2 separate regions of the Triticum aestivum genome follow, and region 2 is linked to region 1. Evidence: chromatin contacts called from public Hi-C data. All regions are on one chromosome and are shown on one strand. The core of a region is the stretch at or near the end of the contact, and the rest is flanking DNA. Distances in the headings are between cores, read along the strand shown. Region 1 has its middle 96 kb from the start of LOC123072032. Region 2 has its middle 83 kb from the start of LOC123072032.

Evidence for each region. Hi-C and Micro-C count contacts between places; a contact is called where the count stands out from the background.
Region 2: a Hi-C map of leaf shows a contact between it and region 1, with 4 times the contacts expected there. The contact joins two enhancer-like sites. A contact is called at or near these places in 2 of 5 Hi-C or Micro-C datasets (both in leaf).

What each region holds. Positions count from the first base shown.
Region 1 is chr3B:726,434,335-726,437,572 of IWGSC CS RefSeq v2.1, forward strand. No RefSeq gene overlaps it. Among protein-coding and RNA genes, the nearest start is that of LOC123072032, 96 kb to the right of the region's middle. Within about 2 kb of position 1,452, at least 6 of the 8 cell types and tissues checked have an H3K27ac peak or open chromatin away from gene starts, as enhancers often do. A contact at or near this core is called in leaf, where this site is marked.
Region 2 is chr3B:726,613,508-726,616,695 of IWGSC CS RefSeq v2.1, forward strand. No RefSeq gene overlaps it. Among protein-coding and RNA genes, the nearest start is that of LOC123072032, 83 kb to the left of the region's middle. Within about 2 kb of position 1,319, at least 7 of the 8 cell types and tissues checked have an H3K27ac peak or open chromatin away from gene starts, as enhancers often do. A contact at or near this core is called in leaf, where this site is marked.

The DNA.
Region 1 (3,238 bases), core at 202-2,701:
CGCCGCCGTTGTTGCCTTATCCCCACCGGTAGCTTTTATTTTTACCACGCTTGCTTGCTCCTTTATCCTTAATGGCCACTGTGTTCGTGTTGTGTGACGTTGGAATCGAATCTCGGCCATGTTTTTCCCTCGGCCGATCCTTTCGCCTCTCTCCCAAGCCTCCGTCTTTTCACCCGTCGTCCTCTTTTCACAAGCCTTTTGTTTATGCCGTGGTGAGAAAGGTAACAAGGATGTGAATGGAACGGTGGGCGTATGTGTATCGGGAGGGAGACGACGCTTTCGCCTCCTCTTTTATTCCAAGACTTGGATTGGATTCCTTGTACTCCTCCCACTAGTATCTGCCTGCTGTCCCTTTTACCCGTCCCCCTCCGTCGTTCTTTCCCTCGGAAAATCTACCCCGTATCTTCCTCTAATGGAAGCGTGGCGTTAATTGTTATTACAGTAGTATTATTTTTGCAGGAAGCGTGGCATTAACTACTCAAGATTCAGTGACGCTAAGCGTGTTCTCCTACACTCCACTAACAAAACTTACACATCACCTTGTGCTAGAATGGGATGCAATGCGCCCATGCCCATAATGTCATCATTTGCCACGGTACTGCGGGGAGAACAGCCGCACTTGACCATAATGATCACTGTCAAACGGATTATAGTATTGCTACTACACTCGTTGCTACTGCCACAGTGTGTGCTGCCGGCCGCCCTCTTTTGACCCGGTTCACCAAGTCAGTGCTCGACTTACCCGCGACGCAAAGGCAGATTAACAAACTTGTCAAGGTGCGAACGCACGCACTTTGCTCGCTAATGGAAAAGTAAAGCTAACCTTAATCACTAGTAGTAGTAGCTAGTACCATCATGATCATCCCCCTTGACGCTGGAGCAGTGGGATAACGGAAAAGCAGTGCTCTCGCGCGCGCCGCAGCTTCGTCCGTTGGTGGCGTGGACTCGGGCGAAAGGTAAACGAGAAAGACGAGAGAACACATGGCCGCGTCTTTTGGCGTCGCTAGGCTAGCTGCCCGTGCTCAGGCGCCTTCTTTTCCGACTGAGACTCCGTGGAGCGGAGAGATTTCTTTTCTTCAGGTCGTGTCGTGGGGAAGATTCACGGTGGCCGGTTTCGGACGCAGCGTGTTGCGCCGCGCTCCCAGACATTTTCTTCAGGCTGTGGGTGAAAAACGGCTGGTAAAATCATTTATGATGGCCGGTGATCTGGACACGACATGCGCCGGCCTAGTACGTGCTGGCTGAGCTCCGACCTCGCACGGCCTCGCGGCCGCCGTGCGTGTCACGCTCCGACCGGGGCACGGCTCGCGAATTTAATCTCTGAGGTGACAAGGTTGGATCTCTGAAATCTTGGCGCTCCTTGGTCATTTCCGATAAGATACAGTAGAGTACGGGACTAGGTGAGCCGTATGTGCGTATGGGCGCGGCATACTAGCAGTGAATGCGGCTGCCAGTCGCGATCACTCACACCAGCACGGACAGAACGGAATACAGTACCGCGACGGACAATACAGTGGCTTGGGGCTCCGTACGGAGACATGATCCCAGGGAGACGGTACCGTAGAGTACGCGTCCATGCCTCCAGCACTTCACCCACTGCTCATACTGATTGACAAGCAAGCCAAGCCATGATCTGTGGATCGGTCAGATGCAGGGTACAGAGCCATGGCTCGCTTTCAAAGTTCAAAGTTCAAACGCAGCAGCGCGCCATGCGCGGGCATCGTTGTCACGGCCCAGATCGCCCTCATCAATGCTCCCCGTCGGTCGTTCAACGCCATGGCCATGACGAACATGCTGCACAGCAAATAAACTCCGCAATAATGAGCCGTGTCGGCCCCGGAGCCAGACCGGGCACGCACGCCGCGGCGTCTGCATCTGCATATGCATCCGGCTGACTCGGAGAAAACGATAGGGGCCGCGGCCTGGCTGCCGACACCTCCTCCCTCCGGCCATGGCCACCGCACCGCATCGGATTCCCGATCGGGCTCGTAAAAAATGTGGCGGAGGCCAGTCGATCGGCCCACATCATCCCACTCGGCCGCGGGCTTTCCGCCGGCGAGAACCTGCAACTGCAGCTGCAGCACAGGAATCGGGGGAGAAAGAGGAAAGGGAAAGGAGGGATCGATCAAAAGGAGAGAAAGGCCCGGGGAGCATGAGCATGAGCATAGCTTCTTTTCAGCTTTATTCCGGCGCACGCACTCATCTTCTTGGTGTTCCTTTTGCAAAACCCTCACAGCTTTTTTGTAAAGAATGTACTCGGGCATTCACCAACGAATCATGATCAAAGCCTAAAGTCTGCCTCTGCTTGGAATGCAGAAAATTCCTCAAGGTTTGGTATGATTTCTGCCTCGGGGGAGAACCGGAACGTGAGAGCGTCTCCAATGGTACTACTACCAACTGTTGCAAGTTCTAGTGGCAACAGCGGTAGTACTACTTGGTTACAGAAGCAAAGCCATAATCATCAACTGTTGCAAGTCTGCTGCTTGGAATACAGAAAAATTCCACGGGCAGCAGTATGATTTGTGCTTGCGGGGAGAAGCAGAACGTGAGAGCGTCTCGAATGGTACCACCAACTGTTGCAGATTCTAGTGGCAACAGAAGCACTTAATTAGCTGATATAGGTCGAAGCAGAGCCATAATCATCGGATCCACCACAAACGCACGGACCGGCGACCCTACACCCACGACCACGAGGGTACCACTGCTCTTGCCTCTTGGTCAAACGTCTGAACATGCCTTCGACCGTCTCCATTTCCTGCTCCGTACCTCACTAACTTTCCTTCGCTCTTTTGCTGAATGACTGGTGCCTCACCACTGCCGCCAAAGTTCTAGAGATAACACCTGACAACCTTAGCGCAACTCCAACTCGGATTATCAAATCTGTCTCAAATGTCGGATACTTCTACACATCCAACGGCGATCACATGATGTCGATAGACAGAGACCAGGCGGTCAAGACGTCCGAACTTTCACAAACCGGTGACACACGGGGGCCCATCTCTTTTTTCTCTCGGTTCGCCCGACCCACTATCAGTCATAGCCTACTGTCTTCGGCGACAATGGTTGGATGACTGCCGCCCCGCTCACCGTTCGAGGACATGTTCGGAAGTGTCCTCAAACATTTGGTATTGTTTGTTTGGTAATCCCTGTTGGAGTTGCGATGTGTTTCGAATGCAACGTCTAATCCAAGGTAACTGGCCCAATAAGAAAAAGAAAGATCGAATCCAAGCGGCGGCGG
Region 2 (3,188 bases), core at 69-2,568, 180 kb after region 1:
AGTCGCGCCTATTTGGTCGCGGTTGCGCAACCGCGACTAATGGCAGTTGCGAACCGCGACCAAAGGCCCTTTTTCCACCAGTGAGGGCGAGGCCGGGGCGATGTGGGAATGACGTGTGATGAAACTTGAGCTTTTATTTGTTAAACTATATAATTTGTATTGAACTATTTGTTGAACTATTTGATTTATGTGATGAAACATGCCGAAACACGTTGAACCATGCCGAACTATGTGACGAACTAATTGATTTCTATTTGTATGCGAATATTCACACCGAAACACGCCGAACCGCGCCAAATATGGGTCGATTCACGCAGATATTGGGCCGTTTTTGGACACAGTTGGGTCGAAATCGGCGTCTGGGGGCGACCTGGAGGGCGACGGCTGGGTGTCCAACCACTCCCAGCGCCGAGTTTACCGCCGGCTCACCCTCAGGCCGCTCTTTTTCGACGCCCTGAGGGGCCGAACGGCTGAAAATGCTCTTACAAGTTTATGTTACTACCCATAGCACATAAAATGGTTTCCAACGCCAAAAGATTAGTATCCTTGAAGTTCAGCCTGCCCTGCAATTAGGTCCTAGATTCGCCACTGATCTGAACCAACTGCACCGAGAACTGCATAGAATCACTAGGCCTTGTATGGTTCAAGTTGAAGTTACGAGAAGCAAGGAGCAGAAGACAGGTCTATGGACACGAGAGTGGGATCTTCGTGTAATGAGCAAAAGGATGGCCAGGGAAACCACTGATTTCTCTGAAGCTTCTTTCGCCTTATCTCCACAACACCGAAAAGCCACAGCGCGACAGCAATACACATGCCAGGTAGCTGCCGTCGACCGGCCAGCAAAGAACATGGCCGCATCCACATCACACATCAAAGCAGGAGACGAGACGACCATAATATCAGCGCTCGCCCCAAGTGGACAAGAGCAGGGATCCGCACGCAGCCATCACGTCCCCGGAGAATGCACACGATATTTCCGAGCCACCATTCATCCATGGGCAGATCGGCCGTAGCCTATCGCACGCACCAGAGGAGCGACGAAGCCAGCGGTGCGCCACGAGAAGGAGAGGCCGCGGTGGGCGGACGTGGAGAAGCGGCGGTGACACGAGCCCGAGCCACCCATCCACATCGTGTGGTTAGCCGGATACGGGACGCCGCTGGCCGAGGAGGAGTTCGATCGATCGAGCGCGGCGATGGGAAACGAGACGAGCCGACGCAAGTGGGCGCGCGGGGACCGTGGCTTCGGCCAACCCGTGTGCCCCGTCGCCGGATTGCGCGACGGGCAGAGGATAAGCCGAGCCGCGTGCCCGCGTTCGGCGTGCGCTACGTGCCACGGCGCCACCGCTCCTGCCAAAACCCAATCTAGCAATCGGCAGGGGAATCTGGAGGACCCGATCTGGACGGACGACGGGATCTATCTCATCTCCTAGCGAGCGCGTCCACGTCCACACGTACGTAGTCCTACGACATCTGCGGCTGGATCGATCTCGCGAGCGTGCGTGGGTCGGGATCAACCTCCACCCGTCGTCCCTCATCCACCGGATCCAGCAGAACTGGCTGACGGCCGGCCGGCTGCTGATCGAGAAATCTTCGACTGGTAGTATGCGTACGTATCCCATCGCCGAGACCTACCTGGTGCAGTACTCTACGACGTAGTACAGCATGGATGCGAGCTTTTGGCCGTGATATTTTGCCGTCCTAGCTGGCATGCACGCATGCATGCATGCGTGCCCTCCTCCATCACTTGCGCCAATCAGCAGACACATGAACCTGCATGTGCGATAAGTTGGGGGCGAATTGAGCTGAGCAATGGGATGGGATGGTTCGTGCGTTGCACTTGCACCGCACATCAGCTAGCTACCTATCCACGCGCACACCAGGCCGCCGCTAGCTTTGGTGTTGCTAGTGGAGCGTGTGTCACGCGTGTGTCGTCCACTGATCAACGAGGTCTCCGCTGTAGTGCACGTAATCCCGCACCATGAGATCGATACTAGTGGAATAGTTGATTGTATTGATTGAGCCTCATGGGCATATATATAGGAGTACAAAGACCAACTTGGAGTACAAGACAAGGCATGACCAAATCCTAGTCTATCCTATACTTCCTAATAATCTTATACTCAACATCCCCCGCAGTCACAACGGTAGCGACGCAGACGGTGAGACTGGAGAAGAATCCGAAGGCAAGCCAACGGACACCCCCCACAGTCGTAACGGTCGACGGATCGCGGAGTCGTGGCTGGAGTGGCAACCGACGAGGTTGCTCAAGCAAGGCGATAGCCCTTTGTGCCGTTTGTCGAGGTAGCCGAGAGCGTGGGTGGTGGAGCCGTGGTCGAGGTAGCCGTGCGAAGAATGCCGTGGTCCATGTCGAGTCAGGGTGGCCGGTGTCGAGGAAGTCGCCGTGGAGCCGCGGGCGCAAGGGGGCGCCGAGTTAGCATGGGCGCAGTGGTGTCGAAGTAGGGGTGCGCCAGGAAGATGATGTTGTTGACGACGCGTCGCGGCGGGTTTGCCAAGCCCGGGGACACATCGTGGACGAAGGCACGCACCGGTGTTGCCAGCACCGGGCATGCGTAGACGGACGAAGACGAAGTTGACGAAGCACCGCACCAGGCTTGCCAGGCCCGGGGACACGTCGTGGACGAAGGCACGCGGCGGTGTTGCCAGCACCGAGCATGCGTAGACTGGGACCTGCACGAGCTGTACGCCATGTCGAAGAAGTTTGAGAGGACAGCAAAGAAGGACTCGACGACGGTTGCGGCGCCAATCGGCGCGGGGCCAATGTCGCCGCGGTTGTCGGAGTAGATGAAGCGGTCGGGGTAGATGACGGCGACGCTGGCGACGGGCTGGTGCTGGACGAAGATGAAGGGGGCAGACGGGCGGCTACGGCGGCTACAGAGGTAGCGACGGCGGCGGCCAAAGAAGAGCGGCGGCGGCAGCGGCTAGGTTATGAGCGCGACGGCGATGCTCGAAGTAGGCGAAGAACCCTGACAGCGTGACGAAGACCGGCGCGGACGGTGACGTTCCCGTGCCAAGGTAGACGGCGCGGCGCATACCACGGGAGGTCGGCGCGCGGTGACAGCGGAGTGTACCGCAGGCCGCGGCGCTAAGGCCCGAAGGGGCGACGCAGCGGCGACAGGCGTGTCGGGGCGACGGCGGGAAGACCTCGGGGCGGCGACGGGACCGCGGGC